Linked DNA regions of Hordeum vulgare: region 1 is linked to region 2. The links are chromatin contacts, called in public Hi-C maps. All regions are on one chromosome and are shown on one strand. Each heading gives the region's core, a stretch centred on a gene start, on an enhancer-like site or on the middle of the called end of the contact. The rest is flanking DNA. Distances are from core to core; before and after follow the strand shown. Region 1 holds the start of LOC123398175 (pathogenesis-related genes transcriptional activator PTI6-like). Region 2 holds the start of LOC123452614 (lipid phosphate phosphatase 2).

Region 1 (3,421 bases), core at 648-3,147, 640 kb after region 2:
ATACCGACTGAAATATTAAATCCCAGGACAAACTCCTGGTTTAGAGACTGAGCACACAATCTCCAAAATCAGAAACCGAATGGACTCAAACTTCTGATTCAAACCGGAGAGAAGACGGAGTTATTCTCTTTGTGTGAAGACTCACAAAAGAAATCTGCTTTCTGGCTGATTGTTTATGAACTTGAGGAATGTCAATGAGAATGAAGGAGGAGTGCTAAACTTAATCCACCCAAACCAAACCTGCAAGCATCCAAAAACTGTCGATGAGGCCCAATCTTTCTTAGGCAAGTGGTAAAAAGGAGAGATCAGACATATTCACTGTTTTCTCCCCTCTGAAATACATTTCCTTGCGTAGAGTAAATACTTACCAAGCTTATCGTGATTTGGGGGATTCTTGTATCGTTATTACTTCAAGTGCACGGGGCACTGGTCTAAATGCAGAAATCCAGAGTACTTCACCCCAAATCCAAATCTGGAGGCACAAGCAAGAAAGCACAGCTCATCACTACAGTACAAATTTACATGGCTGTAACTGGCTCGGCTGTGAGAAACGTATGTTTGAATGCATGTACATATCTTTTGACTAAATAAAGCAATGCCACCATTTATTGTGCAGGTCAGCTTTGAAATCAGTCCAAGATTGGAGCACACGTACGAACAAACTTGCTAAAGGAGCAATAATTAAGATGACCGGATGAGAACGAGGACAAGACAACTGTTTAAATTGGAAGAAAAAAAACTATCGATCAAATTTGTTACCAAGAAAAAACACATCATTTGGTGGTACACTCATCATGGCTAATCCAGAGCAAACCAAGAACAGGACGGGTACTACATATAGTACTAGATGAACAAACTATTGCAGTTTATTCTTGTGGGAATAAAGTACTAATATTAAGGGAAGATTAAAATAAGACGATCTCTGAACTTTCTATTGTGAGTTCATCTTCTGAAGAATAACAAGATGTGATAATACTGACTCTTTCAAGTAATAATATACAAGAAACTAGACCAGGGGAAACAGGTAGTAGTGATTCGACATTGTTGTCGTCAGTTGTTGCGACCAGACCAGAAACTAGTGCACTGAGCGGACGTGCTTACCGGGAGATCTTGAAGCGATAATCCTGAGTTCTGGCGCCCCTCTGCCGAGCTTGTGGGAGAAGGGAGCAAAAAGCAGAAGGAGGTGATGGTGATGGGAGCTCAGAACCATGGAGCAGCAGAGCAGGCGACATAAATCAAGAGCGATCGCTCGTGCTGGCTGGCGGTCTCTACTCCAACTCTGTGATCATCGCACCAACACCACGAACGGAAAGTATTAACAAAGGAAGAAAAAAAATAACAAGAACAAACACGAGAGATTATATGGCAGGCAAATCAACCGGCGAGAGAAGGAGGACTGGAGCAGCAAGGACGAAACACCCAGGACAAATATATTTTTTCCATGTTTCAATCATCGGATAAAAAGAGTTTCCATATTTTGTGCCTATGAATTTACGGAAAGAGCACGACCAGATCGGCACCAAAAAGGAGGAGAAATCCTCGAAGAGAGGGGGAAAAAAACTCGGCAACAACCCGGACCGAAATCCCCGCAATTACCAAACCAGGAACGAATCACCGCAAAAGGACCGGACTTTCGGAAAGAAATCGGGGAGGACGGGAGACCGATCCATGCCGTCGACGGAGGCGAGCAGCCGGACCGATCTTGCGAGAGAGAGCATTGGATTCGGCTGCCGCTTACTTGGTTGCTGGAGCCGCGGATGCCACTGCGATCCCCGGGGGAAGCGGTGAGGGGAATGAGACGGCGGATCGGGCGGGGGCTTTGTGGCAGCTCGTGGCGGGGGCGGAGGGGATCGGAGTGGCGCGGGGGAGTGGAGGTCTCTCTGGTTTCTTGATTTCTGGGGTGGGGAGGGGAGGGGGTTTAGCGAGGAGAAGGGAGAGGAGACGAGCGGAGCGGAGGGGCGAAACGTGTGACGAGGTACTGCGGGGGGCAGTAATTATAGGTGGGGTCCCCCGGCGGATGGTCAAATTGGCTCGGGCACACCACTCGTGCACACGGGCTAGAGCTTTGATTTGTTTTTTAGGGGATATTTATTTGTGGTTGCTATGATTATTATGGTTTTTGATGATTTGAAAATCATGATTCGGTTAAAAGGACTCTTATTGCCAGCTGGGTTGAGTGGGAGTTGAGAAGTCTTGTCAGAACAAATAAACCATTGGGATTAAAGATGTTTTTTTTTACGTGTTGGCTTTGTGTAAAGCCTTGTGTATATGGATGGCTATGTGTAAAACATTTTGTATAGTGTGCACATAAGCACTTGGATCGAGCGCCTAATGCAGGTATTATTGTTTTTTGTTTATGAACTTCCCAATTGTTTACCACAATAAGTTTTATTTGACTCCGAAGAGGAAGGGGCGATGACGGCTTCATGACTTTTAACTTGCTTCATTCTCTACCACCACAAAGGCTGACGATAGCATGTGCAATCCTATCATCAAGGTGTCCGGCGATAGGTGCGCACATGCACTGTATCTCATACTTATATTTTTTTTGCGGTAGGACGTACACCCGTACCGCCAGGTGCCTTGGTGGTAGGCTAGTATGGCCTACTGCCATCGATCCTGGCGGTAAGAAAAGGATAAGATCCCCAAATCTTTTCAAACAGGGGTTAGATTCGCCTAAAATTTTACAAAAGGGTCAAAACATCAAATTTTAGCATTCGATGTGCTACCATGATTAAAAATGAGTAGACCATAAGTTTTTCAAAAGAAAAGTAACTCACACGAATATTCCTCTAATTGAAATATGTCGTGACTGCGGTGCAAATGACTTTTTAACACCTTTGCTATTTTTATGTGCAGTGTCACTCAATTTTGTAGGTGATTTTTGGTTTTGTTTTGGTCATTAATAGTTGTAGCAAATCGATCTCTCCAGTTGTGCTCGTGCACATTATCCTCCATGTAGGGTGCATTTGGTTGCATTCCCTAACTACTATGGTTATTTCCACCTAAGACATGTTAAGCGTAAACATACTGAATAAATGCATTGCTGTTGTTTGATAGTAATGTATGTGCTGGAACATGTTGAGGTGAGATTTTGTTTGATAGACTGCACCCGAACATACTTGTTGGACTGAGACTGTGTTTGATAGTTTGTATATGAGGTATGATGCCAAATGTATTTTTTGATGGCATTACAATAACAACACTTCACTGATAATGCGAGTAAATAAGACATCACTGTTCCAACACAATCCGAGCAATGATAAATTATTTCGATGATATAATTATGAAAAAATAACAATTAATATATAATGGAGCAATAATAAATCACCTTTGGGACATGTCTCGACAATATAATAAGACATAAAACCAGAATTCGTAGGAGTGTGTTAGTAGATTCATATTACATAGCCTCATTCGA
Region 2 (3,222 bases), core at 190-2,689:
AAAAGCAATTACATGGGCCTGCATGATATATAAAAATATGATAGGGCTATAGGAAGGATAAATGCAAACTTGGCATTGTGTATTGCAATATCCCCATTTCTCCATTGCAATCCTAATATGATAGGGTTCCTAAGCAGAGCTGGAATATTCATATGCAATCACAAAGGTTTGAACATAACAATGATGGTACAGCCAGCATCAGTGTTCTGCTATCAATGTAAATTTTGGCTTTATTTCTTCCATCACTTGAGAAAAGATTTAAGAATGCAAATTTACTATGGAGTAGCCATAAAGTAACGAGATAAAATTGTAAATAGAATTTGTGAAGATCTGACTGTCAGCATCGCCATACATGAAACACTGCAAAGATTGAAGTACTAAGCGGTCGAATAAACCGGAACAACCTGGAAATTTTCCTTGTGACCAAACAACTAAACGAGTTTATGGTGAAAATCCAACTAGTTGAAACTGACAAACCCAAGGAGTAAACTGAATCATGAATGAACCAAACAAACTGTTGAGTTATCCAGACAATCAACACACTGCATGTACCTCGGAAACTCGAAAAAACAGGGCCAATCGCTGAATAGAACAGTGGAAGCCTCAATGAAACAAAAACTCCCAAGTCACGGAACAAATAATGTCGACCCTTACTTTAGTCCTGAAACAGGCCAGCTTCGAAACTAATAGCCAAAACTCCTTCTGCTGATTCGACCACTTGACCATTAAACACTGGAAACGGTTGGCTCGATGTCGAAATTTTCAAGCCAACTGGAAGTAAAGATTGAATAGGTACGGCCTAGAGCAGCTACCTGTTGCTGGTAGTATCACTTTAAAGATCGTCCGTCGGTGGAGCAGTTGTTTGCCCACTGCCACTTGACTCTGGGGGGCGGACGGCCGTACCAATATTTTTCGCACCAAATCTTGTTCGACGCGGTTAGCAGGGACCGATAGTGCGCTCTGAACAGTAAGAACCTAACCAAAACCATGGAGCAGGTGGACTAAGATTGCTGAAGCAGCGGCGCCCGCAGCGAGGGAGAAATTTATTAGAAGGAAAAGAAAAGAAGGAGGAGATTCGGGTGGGTTGCCCCCGGGTGCAGCGAGGGAAGGATACGACACTCCGGAACAAAACAAAACAAAACAAAAATATATCCAAACTCATCCAGCAATCAAGATGGCGTTCCTTACCGACGCGAGAAGGAGTCGAGCGGAGTCGGATCTCCAGCGCTCCGCCCTGGAGGATGCCGGGGAGAAGACGGTGCTCCGCGCCGCCGGCGACGGTTGGGCGCGCGACGGATGGATTGCGGGGCTGGGAAAGAAGAAGAGACGAGGGTTGGTGAGGGACTGAGGGGATTATTATTGGTTGCTTTGTCCTTTAGAGGAAACAAAAAAAAAGTGGAGTGGGGAATTTTGCTTTCAAATGATTTTGAATCTACTCCTGCTCTACATGAAACCGTCTGGTAGCGTTGTGGTGGGCGCTGTGGGGACAGCCAAACGCTTGAGAGTTGAGGCGTCCAGATACTCGAGGCGACAACCTTTGTTGACTGCTGCTATGGGGTGCGTGCCGCCATGCGAGAACGACCACAGCCGCAGGTCTTAGCCATTTTGAACGTATTAAGGCCTGTTTGGTTTCAATAAGTGAGGTGATTTATAAGCCACGTCTGTTTGGTTGTCATCTGATTTATAAGTCATTTTTTTTTTTGCGAAGAACTTATAAGTCACCTGACCACATCTTTTCATCATGTTTTATATTATAAAACCAAAAAGATGATGGGTCCCATACAAAAGTGGATGGCTTATAAGTTTTAAGTTTGGGTGAAGCAACTTATGACTTATAAGTTAGGGTGACTTATAAGTTAGGTTCATTTGGTAAAATAAGTCACTTTTTGCACTTTTCAACTTATAAGTTGGTGACTTATTTGAAACCAAACAGGACTTTATTATCTTCTCTTCTTCGGGAAAAAGAGAAGCCATTTTGAGTCTATTATCTTTCCTCTTCCGATTCACGTCGGGAAAAAGAAAAGCGTAAGACACACATAACCAACAAAGGTCCCTAATCGTTCAGAATTCGTGTAGTTACATTTGTTGGTTGTGGGTGCTTCGAGTTGGCCGTGGGGTTCGCTATGCATATCAGTGTGGTACGTTAGGTTTTTTTTGTAAAGTCATGGTATTGTATTTTCTTTAACGATACTCTATATCTATTTGTATTTTTTATGTTGGTTTTTCTGCTTGTTAGCTAGACATGCTTTGTCTTGGGCGTTTTTTCTCTTTCTTCCTTTTTTACACTTCTGACTTGTACGGTTTTCAGTCCGTCTTTCCTTGTAAATGAGGTCGACTTGTTTAATTTTTTATCATATTTCTTTTATAAACTGTATCGGTAAAAACTTAAAGAGCGACTCTTGAATTTAACTGTTTTTTAAGTAATGTATTCAGGTGAGAAAAGATCCCCTTTTCATGTGACTATTTAAATAAACATAGCCAACAAAACAGGGTCATCTACGAAGGTGAAGGTATAGGGCTATGTACCTGTAAAAAATTGAATGAAGGAGTAGGCATAGGTGGATGACATTTTCTAACATTGCGGATTTTTTATATAGCAAATGTTAAGTCGTCCCTAGTCTACTCTTTTCCAGACTTGTGCAGCTTTGTGTCCCACGTCCTGCTTCAGAGCCAGATGTCGATGAAGGTGAGGTAGACGATTCAACCGAATGGGTCGACCTCATGGTCTTTGCGGCCCGACGCAGACAACGCGGAGTTGCCGATGTCGGCAACGTGTGTGATCGTTCGCCTCCTCATTGATGCGGAGCCGCCACCATTCCTTGCGGATGGCGGAGGCGCTGCCCAGGGAATCGCAAAGCGCCCGTTACAATGTTTCGCTTGTTCTTCTTCTTCTCGGCGATCTGGACCTCCGCACAGCAGTGGTGCCCAAGGAGCCTCAGGTTGGACCGCTGCTCCTCTTGTAGCATCTCAAACATGGGGACCGGCGGCTGCGCCTCTGCGATTACAATGTTGTAGTATGCAACTCCCTGTTGTAGGGTGTGTCTCGCAGGCGACACATTCGCTTGCTCCTCCTTCGACGTCTTCCACATCCAAGTGGTTCGTGCGTCGTGCACACCTCTGCTTCTTGTAGGGATCTCCCGTCGTAATGCGGTTCGCGCACCGTTGACGCCGTGCGTCCACCTCGGTCGTGATTTTGTTGTGACGCCACGGTGAGAGGGTCTT

Evidence for each region. A called contact is a pair of places that touch in the nucleus more often than the background predicts.
Region 1: a contact with region 2 is called in a Hi-C map of seedling, with 3 times the contacts expected there. The contact joins the promoter of LOC123398175 here to the promoter of LOC123452614 in region 2. A contact is called at or near these places in 1 of 6 Hi-C or Micro-C datasets (seedling) and 1 of 1 datasets of contacts at active chromatin or transcription factors (embryo).

The regions. Positions count from the first base shown.
Region 1 is chr5H:385,731,390-385,734,810 of MorexV3_pseudomolecules_assembly, forward strand. It overlaps LOC123398175 (pathogenesis-related genes transcriptional activator PTI6-like), which reads right to left and starts at 1,898. Exons shown (of 5, transcript XM_045092671.1): 1 at 1,739-1,898; 2 at 1,102-1,279; 3 at 369-472; 4 at 5-240.
Region 2 is chr5H:385,093,643-385,096,864 of MorexV3_pseudomolecules_assembly, forward strand. It overlaps LOC123452614 (lipid phosphate phosphatase 2), which reads right to left and starts at 1,440. Exons shown (of 9, transcript XM_045129301.1): 1 at 1,189-1,440; 2 at 813-975.